Linked DNA regions of Anas platyrhynchos: region 1 is linked to region 2. The links are chromatin contacts, called in public Hi-C maps. All regions are on one chromosome and are shown on one strand. The core of a region is the stretch at or near the end of the contact, and the rest is flanking DNA. Distances in the headings are between cores, read along the strand shown.

What was found. Hi-C and Micro-C count contacts between places; a contact is called where the count stands out from the background.
Region 1: a Hi-C map of F1 follicle shows a contact between it and region 2, with 2.9 times the contacts expected there. The contact joins two enhancer-like sites. A contact is called at or near these places in 3 of 8 Hi-C or Micro-C datasets (F1 follicle, skeletal muscle and subcutaneous adipose tissue).

What each region holds. Positions count from the first base shown.
Region 1 is chr3:18,004,106-18,009,677 of IASCAAS_PekinDuck_T2T, forward strand. The region is part of intron 1 of FSHR (follicle stimulating hormone receptor); the gene reads left to right. Among named protein-coding and RNA genes, the nearest start is that of FSHR, 29 kb to the left of the region's middle. Within about 2 kb of position 2,201, at least 1 of the 8 cell types and tissues checked has an H3K27ac peak or open chromatin away from gene starts, as enhancers often do. A contact at or near this core is called in F1 follicle, where this site is marked.
Region 2 is chr3:17,417,366-17,422,721 of IASCAAS_PekinDuck_T2T, forward strand. NRXN1 (neurexin 1) reads left to right here. Exons shown (of 23, transcript XM_072035416.1): 14 at 2,470-2,851; 15 at 3,408-3,598. Among named protein-coding and RNA genes, the nearest start is that of NRXN1, 330 kb to the left of the region's middle. Within about 2 kb of position 1,291, at least 1 of the 8 cell types and tissues checked has an H3K27ac peak or open chromatin away from gene starts, as enhancers often do. A contact at or near this core is called in F1 follicle, where this site is marked.

The DNA.
Region 1 (5,572 bases), core at 951-3,450, 590 kb after region 2:
GGAGAGAAAAAGAGGATCCTACAAAAAAATTGATCAGGTGGGAAGCAGCTCAATTTTGCAGTGAGGATGCAAATTTGAGCCATCCCAAGAAGTTTAGCAGCTGGTGACTGGGGTTGTACGTAGCTCCACTGGCAGTCTTGCATCCTCCATAATTGCTACACTTGCCTTTTTGATGCTCAGGCTTCCAAGGCAAGCAGTACTTCAAAAATCAAAGACACTTTAGCAATTTCTTGAATGAATCCAGGTATTTTCTGGATGGAGGCATTTAATTTGAAGGAACCTTGATTTGAGAAGGCACTAGAACAAGTGTGTTTGATGCAAAATAATTAGGTTTGCAGATTGAAATTAAAAGCTGGTTTGGATGAAACAGAGTTGTACCTAGTGGATAAAGAGCTCTACTTATTGGTATTTTTGCATCTCAAGGGGGATTGATGCTTAATCTACATTGATTGAGACTTCAGTGGATATGAGAAACAGATGATTCCTTGACCAATTAGCTCCTCCATTTTCTGTTGCTCATAACCCACCAAGGTTCATTGAATTTAGTGAACCTTCAAGTTTCCAGAGCCACAGAAGTCTCCTTCATTTCACAAGTGTGTCTGTGCCAAAAGAACATCAGATTTTTAGTAAATCAGTGTTTACCCTCTATTACAAAAATATCCTCTGAAGTGGATAATTGAGGAGACAGCTACATTGCTCTATATGAAAGCAACAATGTAAGTGTTGCTTGAGTGACGTTCTTGCATTTTAGTAATAAAGAAACTGACTGAGGAAAGAGGAAAGAAAACAGGGAATGGCGCTGAAGATTATATGCAGACCTTTGTGTTTTATTAGTGTCATCAATTTTGGACAAAGCTTGTCAAATATCCTGAAAATACACCAATTCTTTGTGAGCATCTTCGCTGAAACCCAAGCTGTAGATGCAGTTTTAATTTGAGGTTTGCATTCATGCAGGCTTCAGACAGATAAAAAGCTTGCCCATGTCAAGCAAATGTGAGCAGACTATGACAACAAAATCTGGCATTTTTAGAAAGAACGCTGGGTTTCTTTCAACTATACTCCCAACATCTCAGTATAAATGCAGGAGACTGCTGAAAACGTCATAACAAACTTGGCACTACAAGGACAAGTTTTAACACCCTAGATACTGTTTTTGAAAGGTCTTCATCTCTTGTTATGTGACTTAAAGAGACAAATGTAATGATATATGATAGTAGATATGGAAAAAATTGAAAAGCTTTTGTCAGCACTCTGTGTATTGTGCATATTTGTTTGCTCTTGGCTCTTAAGATTAATGAGTAGTTAAAGCAGTCTGTGGGTCAAGGTGAAAGGTATTTCTGTAAGAGAAAACGGCATGTATTGATTTGTTCAGTTCAAGAGACCAGGCAAACAAGCAAGGAAAGGGTATAAAGAGCCTGTCCTGATCTGTGGTAAGTGAAGGCTAACAAGGAGTTGCAGCCTGGAATACAGAGAGTGAACCAAATTTGTGTCTGCGTGTCTCAGGACAACTAACAGATGATGGATGGTGATAGCTGGTAAACGTAGCATGTATGTGAATTGGTTGCTTTTATGATGTATTTTTTATTTTAACTCTTGTCCTGGTTTTGACTGGGACACAGTTAGTTTTCTTATTATGCAATCATAGAATGGCGGGGGGGGGAGGCTGGGGAGTAGTAGAGAGGTGATCCTGGCAGGAGAGGGTAGGGCTTATACCTGGAAGTGCTAAGAGGGAGTCAAAGATTCTAACAATTCATTATGGCAAGGACTCTTTCTTTTAAAACCGTAGTGAGCTTCGGTTTTGTTTTGAATTCAAAGATTATGAAAGGAAACCTGCAATAATAATTAGTTTGACTCAACACATGGTAATTTTATGCAAAGGGAACATAAAATGTAGATATTGAATCACACCTACATTTCAGTAGGAGAGGATGTTTCATTAAGTTAGGGCAACCCCATACATGAGTTTATAGGATCCAAATATTTCTCCTGATACAACTGTGCACGTTTCTCTAAGGGCAGAATTTGGTCTCTGAGATGCAACTTCTTTGTCTGATGCTTCAGCCTTTAGAGACTAGCAGATCTCTACATATAATTAACACTTCTCTGGTGTATAATGCATAGCAACACAAGTGTAGGGTCAAGTGTTTAGTTTCTTGCAGCTAATCTTATTATCACTCATGGAGCATCTAAGCAATGTAAAAAGCAAGAAGCCCACATTGCCTGTGGCTAAGCACTTTACTGCAGATGGACTTCATAGCCCCTGGACTTGTGCTGTCAGAAACAAAAAAAGCATGAAATTTTCTTAACCTCTTCACTTCTGAACTCAGGGTATGAACAGTCTAAAACAGCTCTCGCTATTTTGGTAAACCTATTTCCTGTATAAATAGGCCTATAAACTGAATGTTTTACATTTGGGGGCCTGATTCATTGAGTTTGATCCTTCACTGAAGACTGTACTGATCAGAATAAGCATCATCAAATCAGCAGACCATATTTACAGTTTAAATCATAATATATAACATTCAGATAATCTTTGATTTTGAGAATGTTTTTGAATGCTGCTGTTAGTATGTGATCAGCTGCCACTGTTATCAGCCAAGGACTGCTATGAAAATCCTCTTATTCTTTCTTCAGCATCCTTATTTTGAATCAGCTGCAAGGACACACACACACAAATGAAAGAACAACAAATTAACAGAAATTCAGTGTCCTCGATTAGGGAACATGTGGTACAAAACTGAAATAGACTGAACAGAATAAATATTGGAACTCAAGTTGCCTTCTATACCTTAGTAAAGCTCAAGTTACCAAATACTCAAAATATTTATGGAGTACATGAAAATATACTTTAAGAAGAATTTTACTTATCTATGGAAAAGCACAATAAAAAGAAAGATATGTTAGGTTGCTTCTGTACCACTTCTGCTGTAAAGTCTCTTGTTTTTGCTTGGCCAAATTACAGACATCCTAACTTCCATCACTTTCCAGCAGATGAGGATCTGGCATGCTATGCATAATTCTCTATGAATTCCTCAAATGAATTAGTCTTATATAAAAGTAAAATGCAAAAGAAATCATCAGGAAAACCTGTGAAATCAGTCAAATTTATCAAACCACAGTGAGGGACCTGAACTCATCTGTGACCAAAAACATGGGTGATATTTGTTGTTGTTCTTGTTGTTTTATACTTGAACTCAAAGAAATGTTACAGTGAAAAACAATGGCCTGTTCAGAAATCAAAAGTAATTAGGAAAATTGCAAATTTTGCCCTCACACCTGGGAAGATGCCACATTTAAATACCTGAAACAAGCAGGGTTAATGTTTAGGAATTCTGGAACCTCTGTTAGTGCTAACCTTCTGTCTCTTTTTTTTTTTTTTTTTTTTTGTGCAGATAGGAAATCATGACTGTCCTCTTAGCAGGCTTCACGGTCTTCATTTGTGGCTAAGATTTGACTAAGTCAAATCTAATTCTGTTCACCTCTGGTTGTGGGCTTTGGCTGCCTGCTGGACAGCTTTGCATAACTTGAGGTTTCATTACGAAGATCTTACCAACCAGTCTAATTAGAACTTCTAAAAACTTTATCAAAATAAGTCAGATGCCTTTTAGTGTATGTTAAACTACTTGATTACAGCCTTGTAAGGATGGTACAGTCGTCTTCAACCAACTCTACAATATGGTAAAATGATACATTTTATTTAGTGAAAGCAAAACTTATTAGAAGCTAATACCTCTCTCCAGACCATCTTTGTTGGCTAGAATGTGTTTATTCTGGGACATGGGGAGAAGTGATATAGCCAACATGTCTTACCTACTCCACTGCCAACTCTTGGAGAGTACAGAACATTGTCATTTTTTACAAGGAGATAGCTAGGTGAGATGAGCCACCTAGTCACATTTCATCTTTCCATCTGCAGGTAAGATCCACGAGATACTCAATTACCATTAATATGTCACAGAGGTAGCTAAGATGCACCGGTGTTGGGAATAGCAAGCTGTGTCTCTTGCTATGAAGCCTAAAGCATCACAATGCCTCTTTGCTAAGGAAGGATTATGTAAAACTTAGCCTTGCCCTTCAGATCTGTCTCATATCCAAGAGCAGGCAGCTGCTCCCATTCTCTGAGTGAAATGGTGCTACCTGCCTGAAGCGTCATGATAGAGTGGTGCAAAGCTGCTTCTACACTCTCAAGGGGAAGGAAAAGAAGCAGCACCGCATTCATACTTCTGCCCTGGTTCTGCTAAATGGGAAGACAAAATGAAAGTCATAAGCTCGTGCATTCCCTGTTCTGGTGGAGTGACCCCAGTTCCAGGGAGTATTGCAAGTCTTGTTTGAAGGGCAGACTTTGCTAGACTCTGAAAGAGGAGAGCTGTGAGGTTCTGGCATTCCTTTACTTGCCAGATTTGTCCCCTTGTCCCAGTGTTAGCTTCCCTAGTGTTAGCCCTCCATTTCACAGGTTATTCGCCTTCAGAGGATTTCTATGTCCTCTCTGTCCAAAAATATTAACTTAAAACTCATTGATAGAGACATGGGGAAGCCACATTGGATACATTGGCTGCAACTTTAAAAACTGCCATGCATGTTCCCCTATAGGAGCAAGACAGAGTCATTTAAATGATTAAAATCCTCTGTCTGGAGTTGATCTTCTTTCTCTTCAAAAGCATCTGACTCATTCTGAGAACACGCTGAATGTAGTTTGCAATAGAGAGGAGTTGCCCGTGAATGTTTCTTCTGTTTCTCAGCTACTTCACTGAATTTCCTTTCAGGGCTAGCACACTGCTGCATGTATTCACAAATGCCTTTTGAAATACCTACAATTGTTTTTTAGTGTCTCAGCTCAGTCTTTCCTGATGTTTCCTCAACTCCTTTGTATGTTGGCAGTTCTGGAAAGATCTTCCAGCCCTGCGAATGCGCTGGTTGATTCGGCCACCACATCTAGCAAGCTTGCTAGTTCCAATCACTTTCACTTCTTGGACCCTTCTGAGAGCCAGAGCTCTCCTGAAAAAGTTGATTTTTTCATCTCTTGGCTGGCAGCCTCCTCCCTGTGTACCTGCTGAAACTCAGTATTGGTGATACCTGATACAGAAGGATTGGTTTGTACTCCAAGTGTACTGGTATGCTTTCATATGCCAGGGAATCTGGGAAACAATTTCCAGTAATGTTTTTGAAATCTTAGATTCACAATCTTCGATTGAAAGCAGTGATGTGTTTTCTACAATGGGTCTTCCCCAAGAGTCAGATAGTGCTCATCCAAAACATAAACCTGATCCTTCAAAACAAAGTCTGGGAAGGGCTACAGAGCTGACGAAGGGCCTGGAGCACAAGTCCTGTGAGGAGCAGCTGAGGGAGCTGGGGTAGTTTAGTCTGGAGCAAAGAAGGCTCAAGGGAGACCTTATTGCTCTCTGCAACTACCTGAAAGGAAGGTGTGGGGAGCTGTGGGTCAGCATCTTCTCAAAGGTAACTAGTGGCAGGACAAGAGGAAATGGTCTCAAGTTGTGCCAGGGGAGGTTCAAGTTGGAAATTAGGAGACAGTTCTCAGAAAGAGCAGTCAGGCATTGGAATGGGTTGCCCAGGG
Region 2 (5,356 bases), core at 41-2,540:
TAGAATATCACCTATTCATCCATTTATTGAACACTCTTACCTTTGATAAACGTGTAATTTATGCATGGGTAAACAATCGTTCAGAATCATAACTAGCTTTCATTGGAAGTCATGCAAGTAGTTTTGAAAATTTTGCTCAGCGTAGAAGAGTTTAAATACTTGCAGTACATTATTTTATTTCCTTGAAATCTGTAGAGAATAAAAGATGAATGAAAGAGATTGCTACAGTTGGATGTTAGAAAGGATACCTAGCTTATGATTATGACAAGACATTCACTAGGCCTTTTGTATGATGTTCCATAACACTAAAACAGGTAATGCATTTTGTGCACCAACCTGGCAAGTTTAAACAACAGCAACAAAACCACACACAAAACAGCCCAGCTTGTAAGTACAAAGTGGAGTTTCTTTCTTCATTGTTGTAGCTGCAAATACTGTGGAGCATTATGTGAAGTCTCAAGTCCTGTTAGCAACTTTGTACAAGTAAAATGTTAGGAGGAGATTTGGGATGTGAGCCCAGATTTCTAGAACTTTTTTTATTACTGTGCTATAGAAAGAAATACATTTAAGCTAGTGAATGTACAGAGGATACGGAGCTACAGGCCAAAGCTTAGTGGATTTTTGCCATGACATTTACGCAATGCCATCTGAAGTGATATAAGGCTGGAATATATAATGTTCCTTCTTTAAAAGATGAACTTCAGCTCTCTCTGGCTGTGATCTAATATACAACTCTTGGTCTTGTAGAAAGTTGTGGATCTGGCATTTTTCAAGACATCTCCCTGGCTGGTTATTGCAAGGAAGAACCCACCTTCATTAATATATGAGGGAGCAAACATGTTTAGAACTGATGTTTGGAATGTTTGGAAACAAGGCCACCAACAAGGCTGTCCTTGGGGATTAAGAAACTTCTAGCACTGCTCAGCCTGTATGACTACTGATTGCTGATGGTGTTTAGTGGTATCAGTGAAGTCATATCTTACAAGGAATGCATCCTGCTTGGAAAAAAAAAAAATCATAAATTATTAGCTTTTTTTTTTTTTTTTTTTTTGGAGGGGGGGGGGCGTCTGAAAGGTATTAAGGTATTATTCACTCTAACTTTACTGATATATGTATTCCTATCACTGTGCTGTGACTGAACCAGTTTGTGACTCCATGTCACTGGGCAAAACCCAAATATATTCATCTTGCCCTAATACTTGTTCTGTTCATGCACATATACACAGACACTTATAAAAGTCTGAGCCTGCTGCAGGCATATCCAGTCTAAGTCAGAGCTCACTCTCTTCTATTGAAGTAGTACATACAGGAAAGAACAGAGGGAACTTGGCCTTCAACACTTTGCAGTGCAACTGAAAGAACATTATAAAGCAACTTCATGCCAGTATTTGTTCCAACTTGCTGTTAGCCCTCTTTGTACTACATGAGACCAAAAAACTCCTAAAGAAACAGGCAAATCTAGCCTGTAGATTAAGTTGTAAAATTGATTTGTAATGAAAGGAATTTTGTCATCAGACCTGTACAATGTGATGATGAATTTTCCTTGTACTGTCCCGCTTCTTTAAAATGAGCCTGGAGAAAAAAAAATCTATGTACTGTTAGAAAAGGGAGCTCTCCAGTGGACAAAATTTTGGTCTGCTGGATAAGTAATTTAATAACTAGCTTAAATACTGAACTGTACACAGTGCGCCGTGGCAGCATTGATGCTTTTCTTCAGGCTAGCTATACAGTCAGCAAATTTTAGACTTTTGGCTATGCACAACAAGAAAGGACCCAAGTGTAATTGTCAGGCTTGCTTGTGTTCTCCTCTCTGATGTAATAAAATCCCTTGCTATTTTCAGGATTACAAAAGACACTGGCATATCACTTACTCAGGCTTTCAGCTTTGTTCATCTCTTGAGTTGTGACTGCCTTCACCCAATGTTTGTCCCCATGATAAAAAGGTTTCAAGGAAGGTTCTATCTACCCTTGCAGGACAGGTATTTTCAGGACTGTTTAAACAAGAATTCTTCCTTATTCCCATCAAATCATGCCTTTTTAAGCAAAACACATGGAGAAAAACCCTTACACTATTCTGTGAAAATCTAGCATTGTAGTTTTAGCTCTTAGATTGATCCTTGTATAGTTAATGTTGTGTTAACTAATTGCTCTTGCTTATAGTAAAATCAAATATCCGATTAACTGTAGCCAAAGTGTGGAGTTTTATTGGCAGTTGTATATACTATGGTACTGTTCTTCAGTTTAGAAAGCTTGCTGTTGGCCTTATCCAAACAGAAAAAGCTTGGTGGAAAGATTCCCAGATGTTTATCAGTAGTTTGAATGAACTTAAGAAAAATCTTCTTCAGAGTCAAGGATTGCCCTGAACATTCTGAAAAGTGTGATTTTTTTTTTCAGACACTTAATCATGTGATGTGTTTTTTGACTTCCCATTTCAAATGCTAACATGTATTTTCTTTTTACTGTTTGAAGGTCAAATGGCTGGTGACCACACACGGCTGGAATTCCACAACATAGAAACAGGAATAATAACTGAACGGCGCTACCTGTCTTCTGTGCCTTCTAATTTCATTGGGCATCTGCAGAGCCTTACATTTAATGGCATGGCATACATTGACTTATGTAAAAATGGAGACATCGATTATTGTGAGCTAAATGCAAGATTTGGGTTCAGAAACATCATAGCAGACCCTGTAACCTTTAAAACAAAAGCAAGTTATGTTGCATTGGCCACACTACAAGCATATACCTCTATGCACCTTTTTTTCCAGTTCAAAACAACCTCTCTGGATGGATTGATACTTTATAACAGCGGTGATGGAAATGATTTCATTGTGGTTGAATTAGTAAAAGGGTATGTATGGATGGCTTTAATGACAAAAACAGTCTAGACAAAAAGAATATATATTCAGGAGAAAGACAAGGGAAAGTTTAGAATACAAATCTTTATCTGACTGGGTATATCTGATGGATGAATGTTTTCTCATGTTAAACTTCATATGAGTTTTTCTTTCAGATAAAAATAGATGCCCCAAAAATATGAAATTAAATAATACACATAATTTCTATAACGTTTAACCCAAAGAAGCATTAGATGATAGCTTTCCTCTTGTTCTCTATGTATGTATGTATGTACATGTTGGTACAAGGAATTCTCCTCATTTTCCAGAAACTTGGGAGTTCATCTCAGTTCGTGTAAATGACCAGTGATTTCTCTGAATTAAGGTTGCTTGCCCATTTGACATTCAGTGTTATCTTCCTTTTTTACCAGTACTACTGGTAAAAGTACAAGGAAAAAAAAAGTACAAAAGAAGTACAAGGAAATAGAAAATATAAGATGTATTAATTAATTAGTGCCCCCTTGATATGTAAAGAAAAGGAAACTTCCATTTTTTTTCCTCTTTTCCCAGCTATTTACACTATGTGTTTGACTTGGGAAATGGTGCAAATCTCATCAAAGGAAGTTCTAATAAACCTCTGAATGACAACCAGTGGCATAACGTGATGATATCAAGAGATACCAACAACCTCCACACTGTAAAGATTGACACAAAAATCACAACACAGAGCACAGCAGGAGCCAGAAATTTAGATCTGAAAAGTAAGTACAGTAATTCCTGTATAAACTACAGTGAGGATCATTACAGAATGATAACCTGAACAAGTCATGCATGTATTGTAATACCAGATAAAATTAAATCTGAAAATAATTTGTATTTCCACACAAGATGAGATTTTGTTAGCCTGACAATGCCAATTCAGTAGTAGTTCTGCACAGTTAGGTTCAACTTTAAATGTAGAAAATCTAAGAACACAGAGTGGACAAATATCATACCAAAAGATGACTGAGGTAATAAGGGAGCTCTAAAAACCTTACAAAGAAGGCTTGACTTTATGTGAACATAAGTTACATAAGTGGCATGCAGAAACCACAGCCCAAGCTGTACAATATAACTAAATACGCTTTGGAGAATTGATGACTTCTGTGTAAGAGGTTTGGGGAATATTTTGTCCTGGTTCCCATTGTTAATTATTCCACACAAAACTTACCTTTTATTGGGAAATAAATATGATGCAGTATTTTTATATAATAAAATGTGTGATAGGTAAAACAGTCTTATGTGGCAGTCCTCTAAAGAAATTGTCAGCTATAAATGCAAGTTGCTCTGTGTATTAAACTATATACTATATACACATACTTAAATATCTATTGTAATTTCAACTGCAGTATGTGATAAACTGTTTTGTAGATCTAAAACTACATTTTATAGGTCCAGATAGATTCTTAGGATTTATTTGGAAAACCAAACTCATATATGTATTTTAAAACAAGTAATAGTGATTAATTGTCAGGATGGGCTTCTGAAGAGCTCATTTCCATCAGAGGAAAATATAATTTATACTGAAAAAGTATACTTTTTAAATACTGCCTACTTAATCAAACATAAGAAAAAACATTCTGGTCACATGAAAAAAATATCATATATTTTAAAAAGCTTTATAAAAGTTCCTGTTAGGAAAACCAAAATTTTCTAACAGTAAAAGAAAATTTAATATTTCAAAAGCTGGGATGTTCAAAGTAGACATTAATATTCCATCAAGAGCTTGTTCCTTGCTGAATTTTCTTTTATCTACCTCTGAGTCACAGATAATGAGCTAACCTTAGTAATTATTCTGGATTTTTTGATATTTAACATGTTTGCTTCACTTGAAAGTGCTATTAAGATTGTTAGGAAAACTGTATCTTGATATGTCATAGTCTTCAGTAAGAGCCTTTTTATCAGAAATGCTTGGTTTATAAATTAAAGCTTTTTGGATCGCTCATGCTCCATTCTCAAAATTGTACTTGAAAATTGTGCCATGTTCTTTCTCATTTTTTCTTTCCTGTAAACATAGTCGATGTTTCTTGAGGCAGTGTGATACTTCAGAGAGATTTTTGATATTGTAGAGAAAGGGTATGCCTTATTTCTTCCCCATTTTTTGCAACATTAAGTACTGTTTCTGTTTATACATATGCACAGTCTTTTTTTCAGTATATTAATTAGACATAAATGGAAAAAATAATCCTGATTAGAACTGATAAGTAAGGTACCACAGCCATTTTATTCTACATCTTTTTCAAACTGAAGTGGTGTGTTGGTATGTTGCTTTGCTTTGCTTAAAAGTTTGTACAATGTGCTTAATACAGACACAAGAGGGCACTGTTATTTCATGAAATATGCTGCTTTGTGCCTTGCGTTCACAGAGCCAGTTCACCAGCTAGGATAACCTACAAAATCTAACAATCCTTTGTTTTCTTCACTTTGAAAATTCTACTTTTGCTTTACCCTTTTGAAGTAAAAAAGTATTCATAGCTGGT